3 separate regions of the Mus musculus genome follow, and all the other regions are linked to region 1. Evidence: chromatin contacts called from public HiChIP or PLAC-seq data. All regions are on one chromosome and are shown on one strand. The core of a region is the stretch at or near the end of the contact, and the rest is flanking DNA. Distances in the headings are between cores, read along the strand shown.

Region 1 (3,602 bases), core at 416-2,915:
TCTGAACGCAGAAAGTGAGACATCTCATTGTGAGTGGATATCCTCTGCTAACCCCATCCCCCTGAGGGAGGCAGGACAGCAGTTGGAGGTCGTCGGGCAACAGGACATGAAGTGCCTGGGTGATATTTTTCACACAAGCTGTGAACATGGTAGGCTTGCCAGCATATTGCCAGTAGCAAGTGTCCCTAAGAACCTCCCAAACCAAGGCTGCTGACAGGTCTGGCATCTTATTGGAAGTGGATTTTGTGACTGGCAACATCTGACAGTTGCCAGGTGGTTTGGAACACTGGTATAGTTTCCTGTTGTTCAACTCTAAGATCTCATGGATAGATAGATAGATAGATAGATAGATAGATAGATAGATAGACGGATAGATAGATAGATCTTGAAAACAGAAAGGTAACTCCTATTTCTCCATCAGTAGTGATCAATGTACTGCACAATTGGTTTGGTGCAGAGATTCTGGAGACCCAAGCCTGGGCTTCAGACAAACTCTCTGTCATTGAACGGACTTGTCATTGAAGGGACCTGTCAGTGCCAGCCCTGTACCATGTAAATTACAGTGACTATAAGATTTTTAAAAAATTCTTCTGTTTATAAAGTTTTAAACAAACAACCCCCCACCCTCCTCACTACAGAAAACCAAGAGCGGTTTTCGGAAACACACCAATGGATACAAGAAGAGGCATGCTTGTGTTCATGTTGGCATAGCCTCGGGCTTTGAGCAGGGGGGCCCACACAGCAGGCTGTACAGCTGTTGAAGGGTAGAAATGGGTCGCACAACCTCACCCTGCCATCGTTTTCTGAGCAGACGCTGTCCTCCACCCCACAGTTCGGGCATTCTGTCTTTAATGTGACATCTGCCCCGCTGTGCCACGCTCAGCTCTGCTCATCTTATGCTAAACATACTTCACCCTCTCCATAGGTGACATCACCCTCTCCATGGGTGACATCACTCTCTCCGTGGGTGACATCACCCTCTCCATAACCTGTGACACAGGTAAATTTTATTAGCAGAGAGCAGCTTACTGGTCCAAGGGGAGCATTTTGCTGAGCTGGAAATCTGTTTCAAATAGTCCGGCTTTAGGATATGCGTGCCTAGCTGCACTTAACATCGTTCCTGTTTTCAGTGGAGATCAAGGAAAGGGTCCCAGATAGATCAAACTGGAAATTAGGGCAGAAGCTGGGCAGATCTGGACTGGGGGTGTTTTGCTCCACTGCAGCCTCCCACTGATAACAGGGGAGAATCAGGTGCCCTCCTCCATCCCTGTACTGTGACCTTTCCCATAGCCCACCTGCCAAGTACACCTTACACTTGCTTGTTGTGTTTCTGAGTATTCTCTGGGCACCCTCTCCCACCTCAGGAAGATACAAGCAGCTAAGAGCAGGTTTCTTATCTGTTTGGCTCTCTGAGGTTCCCCAACCATTTAGAGCTGTGCCCCCGGCCCTTCATGTGCTCCTGGTATCTGTTCAATAAATAACACCTTACCACTTGGTAGGTTAGCGGGGATGAAGGTTTTCACATTTGTAACAGAAAGCACAGCGGGTGGGCCATTAGGAGGCTGAAGAAGACCCCACAGAGCATGGAAGGCCTGGAGGCTGTTATCAGTCGGAGTAGGAGGTGCTCTAAATCAACACCCTCCTGGCCCAGGGAGATTATCAAGTAAGTAAGACAATGGGACCAGACAGAAAGGCACCTGGAAATGAGCCAGCAGGAAGTGGGGAGAGAGTGGTTTCTGGTTTCGATTTTCTTTGTCTTCGTGGGTTTGGTGTTTCACTCTAATCCCTTTTGATCCCCTTGGTTAAATCCTATTATTTAGACACTTGATTCTAGTAGAATCTTTTTTTACCAATAAAAAAATCTCTGTGGTGTCTGTGTGTGTGTGTGTGTGTGTGTGTGTGTGTGTGTGTGTGTGTATGTGTGGGTGGGTGTGTGTAGGCCAGAGGTCCACATAGGCCTCTTCTCCACAATTCTTCTTTCTGAGACAAGGGCTCACCATGAGGCCCTGGCTGTCCTGGAACTCACTACATAGAATAGGCTGACTCCAAACTCACAGAGATCTGCCTGCCTCTGTCTATGTGCTAAGATTGAAGGTGTGTACCACCCATCACCATGCCTGGTACTCACTTAATTTTTTTTAAGACAAGGTCTCTCACAGAACCTGGAGGATACTGATTTGGCAAAATCGGCAGGCCAGGAAGGTCATGACCCTTCCTGTCTACCACCAAGGCACTGCGGTGCCAGGCATAGCTTTTTTGTTGTTGTTGTTTTGTTTGTTTGAAACAGGGTTTCTCTTTATAGCCCTGGCTGTCCTGGAACTCACTTTGTAGACCAGGCTGGCCTCAAACTCAGAAATCAGCTTGCCTCTTTCTCCTGAGTGCTGGGATTAAAGGTGTGCATCACCACGCCCGGCCAGGCATAGCTTTTTATGTGCTTGCTACATCCATGGCAGCCATTTTACCAACTGAGCCATAATTGCATAACTTTCGAAGGTTGTAGGAGGTCGGAGTGAAGCTACACTACTTTTACTGTAGCTTGCCATTTCCTATTGAAAGAAAATGAGATTTTGTAACTTGTGATTCATGTAAAAGAGTTGTCTATGAGCCCGCGGCCTGGGGCCGAGAACAAAGCAGAACAGACAGGGCTGTTAAGACATTCCTAAGAACAGCTTGATTGTACAAGCAGGGCTATCTTGTCTGGGTCAACACCACCTGGCCCGAACCTCCCCTCTGTCTACTGCCCCTTGACACTGGGTAAAGTCATACATCAACTGGTTGCTATGTGAACAAGATAAGCCCCCAGCCCACAGGAACAAAGTCCTGATGCCCTTTTGCTAACATGTAATCTTTCTGTTAATGTTTAAATAAGCTAATAGTGTGTCACTATGCTGAATTCCACACCCCTAAGCCCCTTACCCCATAAAAACCCCTAGCTTTCGAGCCTCGTGGCCGACATCCGTTATCTCCTGTGTGAGATACATGTCAGTCCGGAGCTCCGTAATTAAACGTCCTCATGTATTTACATCAAGATGGTGGTCCTTTGTGATTTTTTTGGGTGCACGCCGAATTGGGAATTGGGTAGGGGTTTCCCCACTAGGTCTAACACTATGGATGCTGAACAAGGGATCCCTACTCACAAACTGAGTCAGGAAGACCTGGCTGAGAACTGACTCCCAAGGAGCCCAGACCTCCTGTCTGTAGAAGACCGACCTCAGCAGCTCTCCCCTGCACTCCTTACATTCTATGAGTAGGGCCCTTGTGGCAGGCCTGGGCAGGTTTTGTCTCCCTTTCTGGCAATCCTATCCCAGGATTGTTGTGACTATAAAAAGATAAAGAGAGGAGAGATATGTTCTATGTAGGTGTGGGGGAAAGGAGTGCCTCAGCGGACCCATGCCAAGGCATTCCTTCCCCCTGAGGGACCAGCCACACAATGGTATAGTATAGAATAGAGTTTATTAAGGGCATGGGGAAGGGAGTTTAAAGGGTAGTAGTAGTAGGAGGAGAGAGAGAGAGAGAGAGAGAGAGAGAGAGAGAGAGAGTATAGAGGCTAGCCATGACCATGACCACTTGGAGAGAGTGGGAAGGGAATGGGGAGAGGGGGA
Region 2 (3,602 bases), core at 636-3,135, 290 kb before region 1:
CTTGTGTCAAGTTGACAAAAAAACAAAACAAAACAAAACAAAACAAAACAACCAGCACAACAAGCAGCAGAGAGAAAATGGAAAAGCTAATGTTTATAATAAATTCAAGTAACTATAGATGAAATGGACGAATAGTTGAACGTGTGCTGGTCTTATGGCAACACAAACTAAAGTAATCTGAAAGGGGGAGCCTCAACTGAAAACATGTCTCCACAGGATCCAGCTGTAAGTCATTTCCTTTAATTAGTGATTTGGGGGAGGGGCCAGCCCATTGTGGGTGGAGCCATCCCTGAGATGATGGGTGGGGGGTGAGGCGGAGCAAGCCCTAAGCTGCACCCCTCCCTGGCCTCCATCAGCTCCTGCCTCCAGGTTTCTGCCCTGTATGAATGAGTTCCAGTCCTAACTCCCTTTGGTGATAAACAGCTACGTGTAAGCCAAACAAACCCTTTCCTCCCCAACTAAGACAAGACATCTAAGTAAACGGGCAATTCTCTAAAAAAAATGCGGTACGAAAGAGGAACGTAGCTGATATGACGGCATCTGGTAAAGGTGCTTGCTTCCCAAACCCTACAGCATGAATTCAGTCCATCTGGTGGACGGAGAGAACTGACTCCGAGTTATCCTCTGACCGTCACACAGGCACCCATACACACACACACACACACACACACACACACACACACACACACACACACACACACGTAATTAACTGTGGAAAATTCATCAAAGAGTCTCTTGTGCCTCTGATGCAAAGACCTTCTTTTCAGTGCCAATTAGAAAAAAACGGTATCCTGGAGAAAACGGGCAGAGACATAAGCAAACAGATCATAAAAACCTATGAAATAGTGTCCAAAACTTAAAACTACACATTAGTTGCAAGGCATGTGACACTTCAATGGGTGGAAGCAGGGAGATCCGTTCTGTGTCATCCTTAGCTCTGTAGAGACTTCCAAGTCTGCTCTATTTAATCCCTGTAACATTGTAAAAGTGGGGGGTCCACGTTTTCAATCAGTGTGGACAGACTTTGAGTTGGTATTTGACGTTTGCAGATGAGAAATACCACTCTCATATTGTAACAGTGTGAATAAAAGTGAATATTGAGATCGAGTCTAGCCTGAATGAGTTCTCGGCCTCGAAAAACAAAACCAAAAATATATAATTTTTCACTTCCTCTCCAGCTCTGTAACTTTGAAACTGGACTGCATGCTTGCTACTATAATATGCCTCTTAGAAGTGCAATTAATATCTTGGGCATACAGGTAAATGTACTTGCTTCTTAGGTTTTACTAAAAAAAAAAAAAAACTTCGTGGGTAAAAAATTCTGTGGTTTAAAGTTTTTCGAGGCAAATACGCCAAAATATGTTTAAATCTACAGTAGACGACAGTTAGTTGTCCATCCACTCTTACCTGTTTAGACGGTTATTTTTGGTTTTTCGAGACAGGGTTTCTCTGTATAGCCCTGGCTGTCCTGGAACTCACTCTGTAGACCAGGCTGGCCTCGAACTCAGAAATCCGCCTGCCTCTGCCTCCTGAGTGCTGGAATTAAAGGCGTGCGCCACCACCGCCCGGCCTGTTTAGACTTTTAAAGATATTTTAAAATATGCTTTCAGTAAGTAATGCTCTGCCCCCCTTCAGAGGATTAAAACAGCTCAGCAACGTGGAGAGTAAAACTGGCGGGGAATCTGCGCCTCCCAGTAAGTCGGGGAATCGGCCACAGAAACTAATCTTCCCTGGGAGCCAAGGGCTTCCCTCCAGCCGAGTTAAGCAACCCAGCGGAGCGCCGAGCGCGCCTGCGCGGCGGAATCACGTGGCTGCGCGGGGGCGGGGCTGGGAGGAGCCGTGGCGGACCCGCTCGGAGGGCGGCGGCCTATTACCTCGCGGCGCAGCGACCGGGACCCGGCTGGCGCATGCCTGTCTCCGGCCGGACCGTGGAGCGGGCGGCTGCGGGCGCGCGGCGGCGGAGAGCCGGGACAGCGGGAGAGCGTCCGAGCGCCCCGCGGGGAGGCTGGACAGCCCGGGCTCGGCCGAGGACGCTGCTCCGCAGCCGGCGGGCATCATGGCATCGCTGGCGGACCGGGTCCGGGGCAACGGGCGCATCGCCGCCGGGCTCCTGTTCAACCTGCTGGTGTCCATCTGCATCGTGTTCCTCAACAAATGGATCTATGTACACCACGGCTTCCCCAACATGAGCCTGACCCTGGTGCACTTCGTGGTCACCTGGCTGGGCTTGTACATCTGCCAGAAACTGAACATCTTTGCCCCCAAAAGTCTGCCGCTCTCCAAGCTCCTCCTCCTGGCCCTCAGCTTCTGTGGCTTTGTGGTCTTCACCAACCTTTCTCTGCAGAACAACACCATAGGCACCTATCAGCTGGCCAAGGCCATGACCACGCCGGTGATCATAGCCATCCAAACCTTCTGGTACCAGAAGAGATTCTCCGTCAGAATACAGCTCACGCTGGTGAGTAGCTGCCGCTGCCGCTGCGCGAGCCTGTCCCTGCCCAGCTACCTGGCTGCCTTTCTCCCCGGGAAAACTGAATACACCTTGCTTATAGCCTGGCACGACGGAAGCCCATTCCCATAATCTTTACTCCACACACGAGCCAGGCCCTTATAAGAAGCTTGTTTGGGGAGGGGTGGAAAAGGCCATCTCGACACTCCGCTGCTATTTAGTAAATGGGTGTGTTCCTGATAGAAATCTTTAACTGCTGGGATTGATGAGGGAGAGAGCTGCCTTAATGGAACAGTTCAGTGTGTCAGGATATCTGCGAAAGCTCAACCTGGAAAGAAAAGAATATCCCCAGGAAATCGAACCAGAAGTGATAAACATGAAATGGTTTAGCATAAAATACCTCGGAATACACCTTCAGTGGCACACTGCTGGGGTGCCTTGTGTTTACATAAAAGGAGATTCGTTAAAATAACATTAGCACTTAGTGGTTTTTTCGTTTTTCCAGTCATAATGCTTTCCTCCTTCCTTGTTTATGCTTATGTGTTAAGTACTGGTTTGGGGGATTATTTTATTCCCTGTAAATGTGTGTCCTGTTTCCTTACAAAGCACAACGCACGGATTCATATTTTCTTCCAGATGTAGAGTTGTATGTGAATCTCTGTAGAGAAGGATTGGCAGTTTTCCCCAAAGAAAACTTACAGTGCTCCCCCACCCCAGCCCCACTGTTATGTTTCCTTAGTGTTGTAAGACATCATTCTTGAATTTAATCTCACAGCATTTGCCTCTTTGTCTTTGCAGATTCCTATTACTGTAGGTGTAATCCTAAATTCTTATTACGATGTGAAGTTTCATTCGCTTGGAATGGTGTTTGCCGCCCTTGGTGTGGTAGTCACGTCCCTTTATCAAGTGGTTGGTAACTTTTTTTTTTCTTTTTGTGCCTTTTTAGTAGACTTTGTAAATTTTGAAGCTGTAACCCAAGGTTTAGAGACTACAAGTATAGAGACAACAGACATGAGAAGAAAGCGTAACTGAGGAGGTGACGAGAGCAGAGGAGACAGCAGCTCAGGTGTGCGATGCCCACCAAGTGTCCAATTGTAAGCGCACGGTACCCCTGCTTAAGCGCAGCTGGGGACAAACTTCTTGGAAGTCTTCA
Region 3 (3,602 bases), core at 169-2,668, 270 kb before region 1:
ACCTATGACAAAATGGTGAGAACATGTCAGAATGGTGACATCTCTTTCCTGGAGACAGGCTCCCCCTCCAACTGCACGAGAATTCAGCATGAAACTTTTGGGGAAATTCCAGTTTCAATTGCTGCTAGCCTAAGGGAGGGACACCAGAGTGTCTGGATTGTAGTCATACCCACCATGACACACACACACACACACAAACACACAAACACACACACAAACACACACAAACAAACACACACAAACACACACACAAACACACACACACAAACACGCACACACAAACACGCACATGCACACACACATGCACAAACACACACAAACACACACACACACACACGCACAAACACGCACATGCACACACACATGCACAAACACACACAAACACACACACACACACCAATAAACAACATTTGGAGGGAACCAGAATGGAACCCAGACAGCAAAAGTATTGGCCACAGCCTGGCCAGTCGCCCAGTTAGCTGGTTCCAGAGTCTCTGCAGCCTGGCCAGTCGCCCAGTTAGCTGGTTCCAGAGTCTCTGCAGCCTGGCCAGTCGCCCGGTTAGCTGGTTCCAGAGTCCCTGAGACTGGCAAGGGAAACGCCGAGATAGACATCACGGAATTCTCTTCTGGTTTGGTCCATGAGGCCCCAGGCAGGTGCCCAGAGTAAAACCATGAACTCGTGCAGATTTGGCTTAGTATTTGACACTGCTCTGTAGCTTAGTAAATTCTCTTAAACAGGAGAGGACTGAGAGAAAGAAACACATGACATGTGTAACCAGGAACGCTGCTCATAGGGAGTTAAACTCACTCTCAGATTTATCTGCGAGGTTGGCAGGTTGGCGAGGCTCTGCTGGTTTTAATCATCACAGAGAGCAGTTAGAAATCCAGGGAGGAGAAGGGACGCCGGTTTAGAAAGGAAGAAAGACTTGGCATCTGAAGGTCAGAACATTTAGATCTGGGTGACATAGCAGGTGGCAAAACGTGAATTAGCCCTTTCGGAGAGAAAACAATTCTATGTGGCTTTCTCAGCCTGTAATTGTAACTGCTTTCATTCCCTCCTCTGGCAATAATGGAAGCGGCAGTTGCTAAGTATTTGAAGGAAACATGGGACAGAACAGCTATATAGGCAAGTGAACAGGTTTGAGCAGAGCCGGGTGCAAGAGCCTCACTCTCTAATTAAATTAACCCTTGCTTCAGATATTAAAAATATCTATAATAAAAGTGTCTGTGTGCCATAATGCCCAGCTCGAGCCTGGAATTCTTTTCTGTGGTAAACCCACAAATCAGAGTTTTGTCTGAGTGGAGGTCTGGAGAGAAAAAAGGAACTCTTCACATTCCTGGGATGTGCGGGGGAGGGGGGGGAATGGACTGTGCCTGCGTCCTTCTAGGCTGACAGGGTGACTCAGCAAGTCCAGGCAGTGACCTCTGCCTCCCCGAGGGACTAACACCCTCAGGAGGAAACATGTACAAACATGTCCAAGCAGGGTTCTCTAGGGTAAAAAACAGAAGTTTTGTTATGGTCAGTGACTAGGCTGGCATGGCTGGTCTGTTGTTGTACAGCCTAACTACAGTTATGGTGCTCCATGTTAAAAGAATACACATTAAAAGAATGGGACAGGAGGTTCTCTGAAGGGCTGGAGAGACCACTCAGTGGTTAGGAGCACTGACTGCTCTTCCAGAGGTCCTGAGTTCAAGTCCCAACAACCACATGGTGGCTCACAACCATCTGTAATGGGATCGGATGCCCTCTCTGGCGTGTCTGATGAGAGCAACAGTGTGCTCATGTACATAAAATAAATAAATACATCTTCTTCTTTCTTTCTTTCTTTTTTTTTAATGGAGGTTCTCTGAGGAGGCTCCTCTGATCTTCCCCCCAGGCTTTTTCTCTCTCTCCCTTTCTCTCTCTCTCTCTCTCTCTCTCTCTCTCTCTCTCTCTCTCCCCCTCCCTCCCTCTCTCTTTCGTGTTTAGATCTCCAAAATACTGTATTGCTTCTGTCTCATGGGTTCCCTTCCTTCTGCTAGAGACGCAGTCGTGACCTTGAGGTCCTTCTGGTAAAACCTCGTTGAGAAGAAAGACGTGCCACGTGCCAGCTTCCAGGCCAGCGAACCGCTGCTTTATACCCCTTGATATTTAACACCATCAAATCCAACTTGGCACAAATTGAGTTTATTAAGTTTACTTATAGAACTTGGGTGAGGGATTACTTGTAGGAGAATGAGTGCCCCTCCCTTCTAAAACAAAAACAAAAACAAAAACACCACAGCATCCTTACTGTACAGCCCTTGTGGATGGTGCCATCCCTGGGCTGGTTGGTGTTCTGGGTTCTATAAGAAAGCAGCCTGATCAAGCCATGGGGAGCGAGCCAGTAAGCAGCGCCCCTCCATGGCCTCTGCATCAGCTCCTGCCTCCAGGTTCCTGCCCTGCTTGAGCTCCTGACTTCTAATGATGAACTCTGGCAGTGTGAGCCAAGTAAACCCTTTCCTCCCCAACTTGCTTTATGGTCATGGTGCTTCATCACGGCAATAGAATCCTTAACTAAGACATATACTGTATATTCTAGCCCCTCCCTAAATCGCGTGCTGCTGAGGAGAGAGAACGACGGGGTAATGGCTAGAACCCCACATGAGGATCTTAAGATCCTCCCATCCTCTACTAAGGAGTACATATAGATCTGCTGGCATCATTATAGACCTTGCGAACTTCTGTATTGTTCTGTTCAATTAGTTGCCATGGCTACCAGGCCACAGCAACCTATTCCAAGATGGTGACTGGGTGAACAAGTTATTCATGGAGAAGAAAAATGCCACAAGAAAACACTCTGCCTCCCGAGTGGCTTAGACTACAAGCGGATACAGCCAAGACCAGAAGAAAAATCACGATTTTCACTGGCTAACCACCTTCTTTTCCAGGGCCTGCTTGACCTGGGGGAGACTCCAGCAGCTTTTCTGCCATCAGGAAGGAGGATGCTGCCCACACTCACCGGGCTTCGGCTGCTTTCCCATGAGATGTGATTAATCTTAGATTTATGGGGCATATAAGGATTATAGACATTGTTTCTTCAAAGATGCCTTCTGTCCTTCCTGTTCCTCCCTGTGGAGGGTTGAGTGAGAATGGCCCCATAGGCTCATCTGTTGGAGTGCTTGGTCTCCAGTTACAGCAGTGGGGCTCAACCTTCCTAATGCTGTGATGCTTTAATACAGTTCCTCAAATGGTGATCCCCAACCATAAAATTACTTTTGCTGCTACTTTATGTACTTATTTGATTTATTTATTTATTTTATGTACATGAGTACACTGTAGCTGTCTTCAGACACACCAGAAGAGGGCATCAGATCTCATTACAGATGGTTGTGAGCCACCATGTGGTTGCTGGGAACTGAACTCAGGGCCTTTGGAGAGCAGTCAGTGCTCTTAACCACCCAACCGTCTCTACAGCCCTTTGCTACTACTTTGTAACTATGATTTTGCTACTGTTGTTAGGGTCCAAGAATTACTGAAGGAAGACCTCAGACTCAAATAGTATGCAAAGGCAAAGAGCATTTATTCTGCAGAAATTACCCAGCATGCAGGGGTCAACCATGCATCAAAAAGGCGACCCCAG

Evidence for each region. HiChIP or PLAC-seq counts read pairs in DNA pulled down with a chosen protein or histone mark.
Region 2: an H3K27ac HiChIP or PLAC-seq map of extraembryonic endoderm stem cells shows a contact between it and region 1. The contact joins the promoter of Slc35e3 here to the enhancer-like site in region 1. A contact is called at or near these places in 6 of 39 promoter capture datasets (the C10 cell line, cranial neural crest, liver and 1 more), 1 of 15 datasets of contacts at CTCF or cohesin (large pre-B cells), 4 of 484 Hi-C or Micro-C datasets (3T3-L1-derived adipocytes, the N1E-115 cell line, Th1 cells and 1 more), 3 of 115 datasets of contacts at active chromatin or transcription factors (bone marrow-derived dendritic cells, extraembryonic endoderm stem cells and trophoblast stem cells) and 1 of 9 other capture datasets (macrophages).
Region 3: a contact with region 1 is called in an H3K27ac HiChIP or PLAC-seq map of extraembryonic endoderm stem cells. The contact joins two enhancer-like sites. A contact is called at or near these places in 11 of 39 promoter capture datasets (the C10 cell line, the HPC-7 cell line, embryonic stem cells and 6 more), 3 of 484 Hi-C or Micro-C datasets (B cells, the Ba/F3 cell line and the C10 cell line), 18 of 115 datasets of contacts at active chromatin or transcription factors (T-cell acute lymphoblastic leukemia, astrocytes, differentiating embryonic stem cells and 15 more) and 2 of 9 other capture datasets (liver and pancreatic islet).

What each region holds. Positions count from the first base shown.
Region 1 is chr10:117,450,459-117,454,060 of GRCm38.p6, reverse strand. No RefSeq gene overlaps it. Among named protein-coding and RNA genes, the nearest start is that of Gm51783, 4.3 kb to the left of the region's middle. Within about 2 kb of position 1,665, at least 63 of the 459 cell types and tissues checked have an H3K27ac peak or open chromatin away from gene starts, as enhancers often do. A contact at or near this core is called in the HPC-7 cell line, Th1 cells, differentiating embryonic stem cells and 3 more, where this site is marked.
Region 2 is chr10:117,744,641-117,748,242 of GRCm38.p6, reverse strand. It overlaps Slc35e3 (solute carrier family 35, member E3), which reads left to right and starts at 1,885. Exons shown (of 5, transcript NM_029875.2): 1 at 1,885-2,458; 2 at 3,248-3,358. The coding sequence starts at 2,057.
Region 3 is chr10:117,715,612-117,719,213 of GRCm38.p6, reverse strand. No RefSeq gene overlaps it. Among named protein-coding and RNA genes, the nearest start is that of Mdm2, 6.7 kb to the right of the region's middle. Within about 2 kb of position 1,418, at least 176 of the 459 cell types and tissues checked have an H3K27ac peak or open chromatin away from gene starts, as enhancers often do. A contact at or near this core is called in the HPC-7 cell line, differentiating embryonic stem cells, epiblast stem cells and 2 more, where this site is marked.